Linked DNA regions of Ovis aries: region 1 is linked to region 2. The links are chromatin contacts, called in public Hi-C maps. All regions are on one chromosome and are shown on one strand. The core of a region is the stretch at or near the end of the contact, and the rest is flanking DNA. Distances in the headings are between cores, read along the strand shown.

What was found. A called contact is a pair of places that touch in the nucleus more often than the background predicts.
Region 1: a Hi-C map of muscle shows a contact between it and region 2, with 3 times the contacts expected there. The contact joins the promoter of NAA60 here to the promoter of ZNF200 in region 2. A contact is called at or near these places in 3 of 16 Hi-C or Micro-C datasets (hypothalamus, liver and muscle).

What each region holds. Positions count from the first base shown.
Region 1 is chr24:3,407,269-3,411,933 of ARS-UI_Ramb_v3.0, reverse strand. It overlaps NAA60 (N-alpha-acetyltransferase 60, NatF catalytic subunit), which reads right to left and starts at 3,111. Exons shown (of 8, transcript XM_012104033.5): 1 at 3,006-3,111; 2 at 2,047-2,114. It overlaps ZNF597 (zinc finger protein 597), which reads left to right. Exons shown (of 7, transcript XM_042240667.1): 5 at 3,477-3,663.
Region 2 is chr24:3,222,553-3,227,222 of ARS-UI_Ramb_v3.0, reverse strand. It overlaps ZNF200 (zinc finger protein 200), which reads left to right and starts at 3,218. Exons shown (of 5, transcript XM_004020732.6): 1 at 3,218-3,672; 2 at 4,403-4,670. The coding sequence starts at 4,483.

The DNA.
Region 1 (4,665 bases), core at 1,862-4,361, 180 kb before region 2:
CATCTGTAGAGATGTGACTGGACCTAGAGATTGTCATACAGAGTGAAGTAAGTCAGAAAGAGACAAACAAATAGCATATATTAATGCATGTATATAGAATCTAGAAAAATGGTACTGATGATCTTATTTGCAAAGCAGAAATAGAGGCATAGATGTAGAAAATAAATGTATGGACACCAAGGGGGATGGGAGGTGGGATGAATTGGGAGATTGGGATTGCCCATATATACACTATTGATACTGTGTATAAAATAAGTAACTAATGAGAACACTGTATAGCTCAGGGAATTCTACTCAGTGCTCTGTGGGTGACCTAAATGGAAAAGAAAGCCAAAAAAAGAGGGGATATATGTATATATGTAAAGCTGATTCACTTTGCTGTGCAGTAGAAACTAACAACATTATAAAGCAACCATACTCTAATAATTAAAAAAGAAAAGATACGTGCAGCTCAGTGTTCACTGCAGCACTGTTTACAATAGCCAAGACATGGAAGCAACCTAAATGTCCATCGACAGACCAACAAGGACCTACTGTATAGCACAGGAAACTCTATACTCAGTATTTTGTAATAACCTATATGGGTAAAGAACCTGAAAAAGATTCAGTGTATGTATAACTCAATCACTGTGATGTATACCTGAAATTAACACAACATTGTAAATCAACTACACAATTTGAAGTCTTGTTAATTGTCATTGTTCAGTCACTAAGTCATGTCCAACTCTTTGGACTGCAGCACACCAGGCTTCCCTGTCCTTCACCCCGGAATTTGCTCAGATTCATGTCCACTGAGTCAGTGATGCTATCTAACCACATCATCCTCTGCTTCCCCCTTCTCCTTTTGCCTTCAATCTTTCCAAGCACCAGGGTCTTCTCAAGTGAGCCGGCTGTTCACCTCAAGCAGCCAAATAACAAATTGGAGAGGGTGTGTAGAAAAGCAGAACCTCCTACAATGTTGATAGGAATGTAAATTATGCAGCCACTACGGAGAACAATATGGAGGCTCCTTAGAAAACTAAAAATAGAGTTGTCATATGACCCAGCAATCCTAGTCTTGGGCATATATTACCAAAGGAGAAAGGGAGTGGTGGAGGAATAATTTAAGAGTCTGGGATTAGCAAATACAAACTACTATATATAAAGTAAATAAACAATAAGGTCCTACTGTATACGACTGGGGAATATATTCAATATTCTGTAATAAACCACAATGAAAAGAGAAAAATCCATAAAATAGATTTACATGGGCAAACAATCTCCCTAGGGAATTTCTGGTGATCTAGTGACTGGGACTTGGTGATTTCTCTGGGTTCAGTCCTTGGTCTGGGAACTAGGATTCCACAAGCTGGGCGGCATGGCCAAAAAACAACTATCACCACCACAACAAAAGAGCAACAAAGAAGCCCCCACAACTCTCTGGATACACGTAAGTCTAAAGAAGCAAAGACTTTATCACATTTGTATTGGAAAATAAGTGAAAGGGGAAAATTTGCATGGATCAAAGATAGTTCAACCAGGAATCAAGTAAGTTGCTTCCAAAAAAAAATTCCTTTGGCTGGAAAATGATGCAAGTGTATAGTTGGATGACAAAGGATGATACTGATTTCTGCAATTAAAATTGAGACAGAGTCACTTAGCCTGGACTAAGAGGGTCAGGACAGTATATTGGGAGGATCTGATTCTCCATTTTTCTGTCAGTGTACCCTGAGACTGGGCTTACCCACCAGAATCACAGAAGAGTGAGGTTTAAACCAAATTCTGGCTTACTTTCTGATAGTTAAGAGTCACTGGACTGCTCCTATTCCTGCTCCAGACACCTCTTCTCTTAGTGTTCCTGGGAAACTAAATCGATAACCAGAAACTTGGTAAGCAGGTTATAAGAGGAAGGGAAACAGTCTTTAAAAAAAAAAAAAAAAATTAACCTGGGGCCCTGGCTTTGGGAGTGTGGAGTCTTAACCACTGGACCACCAGGGAAGTCCCTCAATACATTTTTAATTATGTTGGCATTTTATGTACAACTTGGTATCACATTTTTAAACTTACATTGGAAACATTTCCCCATGTTATCAAAAACTTCTATATAGCATCTTAATTGGCTGCAATGTTTCCTCCTGCAAAAGAGGAAAAATACTTAGAAAATAGGTCATTTCCAATTTTTCTCTACTGTAATTCTTCATGTCTTCCCATCCATTTCCATTCATCTTTTTCCATTTTCAACATATCTCCATGGCACTTACTGCCAGCTGTCTCCAATATCTGCTTCCTCCTTCTCTGTCACTGTAATAGCACTTGTGCTTTTTAGCTGGGTGTGGGCTGCTCTGTACTACTAGCTTACTTGCCTCCTTTGAGCTAGGTGTGGTTATGTGACCTCTTGACTAAGATCTAGAGACTGGAATGTGAACAGAAGAGGTAGGTGCATTCTCCCAAGAAAATATATTGAGACGTACTCAGAATTTTCTATGAAGATAATATCATCCGTGTTTTTGCAAACACATTTGTAAACTGAAAACTTCTTTGAAACTGCCCTCTGAAGAGAGATATTCTGAGATCTTCTGATATTTTTTCACCTGGAGAAGGCAAAGCTGTATTGATATACAGGCCAAAAGGTCACAAGCAATTAGTGCAGAGCTGCGGAAGGAGCTCAAATTTCTAATACCACACCCCTACACTACGGCACCCAGTGCCAGTAAAGAGGATATATGCGGTAATGGGGCAGATCGACTGTGAAGTTATTAGGTGGCCTACAATGTCCACTGAAGCAATCGGATGGCTCTACTGCCGCTTGAGACCCGTTGTGGCTCTGAGCTCAATCTGGGACGGTTGGGCTGCATTCCCCGGGCACAATGCCCCTAGAATACTTTGGACATATCAGCAATCCCGCCTATGCCGACCTGAACTCTGCCCACGCAGATGATACCCTATTTACATTCCACCGCCTCGCAGTCCACCCAAGACACAGGTCAAGACTAGAACCCATACTCCTGGCCACTCAGAGACCTCACCCCGGCTCGACCGAAGTTTAGGACCCATGGGACAATGCCTGCCGAACCCACATTTCAGAGCCGATTCTCCTCATCTGCTTGCTCTCCTTCTTCCTTGAAACATTACGCCCCTCCCTCCGTGGTCAAGCTAACGTTCCACTTCCTCAAGTCGGCGGGTAGGGAGCTCACAGAGGAGACCCAGGTAGCGGAACCGGAAATGCTTGGGAAAACCGAGGGAAAACTATATCTCCCAGAATGCCCGGTGAGCCTCAGATCTTCTGTTAAGGCGCCCGATTGGTCGATATTCAAAAGGGACTAGCCCCTCTGAGATCACGCTAGCCAATCACAGGGCAGAGCTGCGGAAAAGCACGAGGATGGACCGCGTCTCGCGGATTTCTCGGCGGGTCTAGCGTAAGGGAGCGTAGGAGCTTAGTTGTGCCTCGGCTGCCCGTCTCCAGTTTCAGCTGCGTGTTGCTATTGTTGCTTTTGCAGGCTTTCTGAGATTTTTAGTCTCGGAGCCCTAGGTGGGGCCCGACCAGGCCGGGAGTCTGCCTTTCCGAAGCTGAGCCCGGAAGAGGAGTTATCGCCTAAGGTCTTAAAGGATTCAGGGAAGCGAAGGGGGTGCGTGGAGGAGTTCGACAGCCGAATTGGCCCCTCCAAGGACTGTTCTCCGGAGAAGGCAATGGCAACACACTCCAGTACTCTTGCCTGGAAAATCGCATGGATGGAGGAGCCTGGAAGGCTGCAGTCCATGGGGTCGCTGAGGGTCGGACACAACTGAGCGACTTCACTTTCACTTTTCACTTTCATGCATTGGAGAAGGAAATGGCAACCCACTCCAGTGTTCTTGCCTGGAGAATCCCAGGGACGGGGGAGCCTGGTGGGCTGCCGTCTATGGGGTCGCACAGAGTCGGACACGACTGAAGCGACTTAGCAGCAGCAGCAGAACTATTCTCTCCCCTCCCTTATCTGCCCTGAGGTCCCTGTGGCGACTGAAAGAATGCACTACCACCACCCCACCCACCCCCCAAGATGGCATCCACACTCCCTACAACCATGGCCCAGATGAGACCAGGTCCCTTCTCTTGGTCCAAGGTCCGGTCGCTCCTTTCTGGCCTCCGCCTGGCCTCTTGTAGAAGAGGGTTAGGCTCCTGATCCCCGTGAGCGCTTTTACCAAGCTGTCTTTGTTCCTACCTAAGACAGAAGAAATGGCTAATCAGAACCGGCCTTTTAGAACCTCCAACTGGGAACAGGGCGCATAGGAGACTACGTAAGAGTACCTCAGAGTATTTCTGAAATGCTGCTCAAACTTAAACAGTTTTCTAAGCTTTATTCCACACCTGTTGAATGAACAGAAACCCCAGGTGGTTCTTAATCACACTAGAATTCTATAGGATTTATAGAACTGGTGAATTTAGCGAAGGAGAAATAGGCCTGGATGTGACTGCGCTTAACAATTAGTGTCAGGAGGAAGAAGGAGAGGGAAAGATAACTGGGAGAATCCTAGACCTCGTGTTCGCTTTGTGATTCTTCCTGGGCTGCTCACTCATCTCCTTTCTCTTAGAGCAAGAGTCCCCAACTTCCAGAATTTAATGTCTAATGCCTGATGATCTGAGGTGGAGCTGATGTAATAATAGGTGTAGAGTGCACAATAAATGTAATGTGCTTGAATTATCCCCAA
Region 2 (4,670 bases), core at 1,969-4,468:
TGGTGTAAAGCTCAACATTCAGAAAATGAAGATCATGGCATCTGGTCCCATCACTTCATGGGAAATAGATGGGGAAACAGTGGAAACAGTGTCAGACTTTATTTTGGGGGCTCCAAAATCACTGCAGATGGTGATTGCAGCCATGAAATTAAAAGATGCTTACTCCTTGGAAGAAAAGTTATGACCAACCTAGGTAGTATATTCAAAAGCAGAGACATTACTTTGCCGACTAAGGTCTGTCTAGTCAAGGTTATGGTTTTTCCTGTGGTCATGTATGGATGTGAGAGTTGGGACTGTGAAGAAGGCCGAGCGCCAAAGAATTGATGCTTTTGAACTGTGGTGTTGGAGAAGACTCTTGAGAGTCCCTTGGACTGCAAGGAGATCCAACCAGTCCATTCTGAAGGAGATCAGCCCTGGGATTTCTTTGGAAGGAATGATGCTAAAGCTGAAACTCCAGTACTTTGGCCACCTCATGCGAAGAGTTGACTCATTGGAAAAGACTCTGATGCTGGGAGGGATTGGGGGCAGGAGGAGAAGGGGACGACAGAGGATGAGATGGCTGGATGGCATCACCGACTCGATGGACGTGAGTCTGAGTGAACTCCGGGAGTTGGTGATGGACAGGGAGGCCTGGCGTGCTGGGATTCATGGGGTTGCAAAGAGTCGGACACAACTGAGCGACTGAACTGAACTGAACTGACATAAATATTTTAAATATTAAATATTTGTATTTGTAGGATGTAATTTTCCCTGTCAGGTGGTTTTTTTATATTGAGATATAATTCACAGCCCATAAAATGCACCCTTTTAAATACACAATTAATGGATTTTAGTATATCCACAATGTGTGCGTCAACACTAATTCCACAACATTTTCATCACCCCCCAAACAAGCCTTGCACCCATTAGCAATCACTGGTCTTTCCCCTCTACCTTCAGGCCCTGCCTACCACTAATCTATTTTTTATCTATACAGATTTGCCTGTTCTGCACATTTCACATAAGAATTACAATATATGGTCTTGTGTGACTGGTTTCTTTGGCTTAGCACAATGTGTCAAAAGTTCATTCATGTTGCAGCATGTATCACTGCTTTGTTCCTTTTTTAACTGTTAAATAACTCATTATATGGAGAAGGCAATGGCACCCCACTCCAGTACTCTTGCCTGGAGAATCCTATGGACGGAGGAGCCTGGTAGGCTGCAGTCCATGGGGTCGCTGAGTCAGACACTGAGCGACTTTACTTTCACTTTTTCACTTTCATGCACTGGAGAAGGAAATGGCAACCCACTCCAGTGTTCTTGCCTAGAGAATCCCAGGGATGGAGGAGCCTGACGGGCTGCCGTCTATGGGGTCGCACAGAGTCAAACACGACTGAAGCAACTTAGCAGTATATGGATATACATCTTAATCTGTTCCGCAGACAAGTGGGTTGTTTCTACTTTTTAGCCAGTATGAACAATGCCATTTGTGTATAGGTTTTCATTTCTCTTGGGTTTATACCTAGGAATGAAATTATTTGATCCTATAGTAATTCTTGATGGTTCTGAACTATTGTGTTGGAGAAGACGCTTGAGAGTCCCTTGGACTGCAAGGAGATCAAACCAGTCAATCCTAAAGGAAATCAGCCCTGAATATTCACTGGAAGGACTAATGCTGAAGATGAATCTCCAATAATTTGGTCACCTGATAAAAAAAACTGACTCATGAAAGAGACCCTGATGCTGGGAAAGATTGAGGGCAGGAGAAGGGGATAACAGAGGATAAGATGGTTGGATGACATTACTGACTGGATGGACATGAGTTTGAGCAAGCTTTGGGAGTTGATGATGGACAGGGAAGCCTGGCCATGCTGCAGTCCATGGGGTTGCACAGTCGGAAATGACTGAGCAACTGAACTGATAATAATTCTATGCTGATATTTTGAAAGACTGCCAAACTGTGGCTAAGCATCTTTTCTTTCTTTTTTTCACCACGCTGTCATGCATGCAATGTCTTAGTTCCCTGACCAGGAATCAAACCAATGGACGGCCAGGGAATTCCCACTAAACATCTTTCAAATGTCAATATCATTTAGCTTTCCTCCTGTATGGAATGGTTCCATGGCCTTTGCCTCAGTCTTCGGTCAGTTGGCAGGAGCTCTGTATGCTGGGAATGCCTTATTCTTTATTTGACTTATCTTGCACAATTACATTCCAGTCTACCGCTTGTTTGACTTGATCAATATTATTTTCTAAAGTTTCTTTTTTTCATACATTCTCACAAGTTTATATTCTACTTTAAGGCACCTCAGTTTCCTACTCTGCCTCAATATTAAACTTAGCGTTCTCGTAAATATTCTTTCATTGGCTACTAAATCCCAATTTGGCGGTATTTAAAGACAGGAGTCTTCCTTTTTTGCAGGAAGCACACACAACTTTTGCTAGTACCAAGCTTAAAAGCCACCCTTTCATACGGTCGACACATATATTCAGATCAATTTTAGCATTTATTGTTGTATTTATTCACTCGTAGTTCACACTATACAGCTTTGACTAAAGAAGGTTTTTGTTTGGTAATTTTGATGTCTGGAAAGACAGGTATTCTTTAACTTATTGCTATACAGTTTTTGTTTGCGATTTTTTGCCACACAGTTTTGACAATAGTCTCTTCAAAACACATTTTAGACCATGGCTGAATCACTCAGTTTCCGTTAAGAAAAGAGACTCGTTTATATTTTCAGTTTAGTCATCCTGACTGACAATGACTTACACAGAGAAATAAGGCAATCTCTGCTCTTGTGTGGCCCAAAATCTTGACCAATACCTCCCTGGCGAATGAATCGAGTATGTGAACAAGGCAGAAAGAAAAGATAAACGGAGAACGGAAGCGGAATGGACAGTTAGGATTCCTCAGAAAGTAAGATGGCCGGTCCAGACCGCAGTGTAGGGGAGCGTCGCCTGGCTCTGACCAACGGGCGGCCCCTACCGAAAGAGACGGCTGGAACAGAACCCTAGACCCGATAGAGGCCAAAACCCACCACCAACTCACCGCCACCTCAGTTTTTTGATAGACCCCAGGTGCTGCGGCGGAAACTGCGGCCGCCTCGCACAGACCTTCCGGTCCTCCCGCCAGCCCGCTTCCGGTCGAGCCCAGATCCTGCTCGGCCCCAACCGCTGAGCCTGACGATCTCCCATTGGCTGTGTGGCGCCGAACTACATTTCCCAGCAGCCCCTGTATTTGGCTCTTCTGTACTTGGAGTGGTGCCAACCAGGTTTGGCGGGCTGGAGCTAGCCTTTAGCTTTCCGTCTCCCAGGTACAGCCGCAGAGAAAGCGGATGCTGCCAACCTGGCCTCCCTGCGGTCCTGAAAGTCCTGCTGGTCGGCCTCGAGCCTCGCCTTCTGAAGCGCAGACTGCCCGCTCCAAGCGAGGAGACCAGGCTTCCGCGCCGGAAACGAGGCACCGGGCGTGACATCACGGCCGCCTAGACACCCGGTCTCCCAGAAGACACCGCGTCCCGGTCGTCCTCACCAACTAACCGCAGCTCACACAAATAATAGCTGGCTGCCAGTGAGGACACCCCGAAGGGCGAGGGTTGGGCTGGGCCTCTCGCGCCTAGTTTCCCAGTCCCTCCCTGAGTCTGGGTCCGGGGTTGTCCCCAGCGTGCGCCCAGGCACAGCAGAACCCCAAAAGGTGAGGGGCTCCGGGAGGGCGGGAACCAGACTGAGGCGGCCTCTAGGGAGCGAAACAGGGGCCATTGCTGGAGCGCACCCCAGGCAACCAGCTGGGCTTTGCGGTGAAGATGCTCCTTGGCCAGTGGGAGAGGCTGCAGAGTGGGCCTGGACCGGTGGGCCCTACCGGGATGCCCCCTGTTCCTCTTACAAGACTTTGAGGGCGGAAAAGAGTCGGCTGGCCACATGTAGACCCCTCATGCTGCCTTGCGGTTGCTCCTTGGGCCAACTGCCCCCTGAATGACATCCTAGGGACATGCGGTCCAAGGGCTACGGTGAGGCCAGGTTCAGTTGCCAAGCTGACCTCTAACCAGATGCCCTCGTTATTGAACCTCGGATTTCCTGTCTTTTGGCCCGTTGCTTTTTTTTTTTTTTTTCCCAGCGTGAGTGAAACCATTTTTCCTGGAGTTTGGAGTTTGAGCTTCGCATTATCATGAGGAAGACCCTTGGTCTTCTGCCGGTTGTCTTTGCTCCCTTCTGTTTGGCCCTTGAGGTTTAGACATCTTCCATTCGCAGGATATTCCTTTCAGGTCTTGCTGAGAGTATCAGGTGCAGGGGTCTTCCTTTCAGTCGTGAGTTCCCTACCCCAGCTTATCTTTCCTTACTGATTTAGATTTCACGTGGCCTCACCGCCCAAGAAACATTGGAGTAGAGGCATGCTCAGCCTGACCCATGGTTTCTCTCATCTATAGCTGACTGATAGGTTTTCTCCAGTAAGAGGTGGCTCTTGAAGCTCTGCAGAAACAAGTGTGGTGTGTGATTTCAAGGCACGATGGCTGCAAAAGTGGTCCCTATGCCCACCAAGCCAAAACGGTCCTTTATACTGAGAGTCCCTCCCAACTCCAAGCTGGGCCAAGACTTACTCCGAGATGCTACTAGTGGACCCAAGACCATCCACCAACTGGTTTTGGAGCACTTCCTCACCTTCTTGCCCAAGCCAAGCTTAGTCCAACCCAGTCA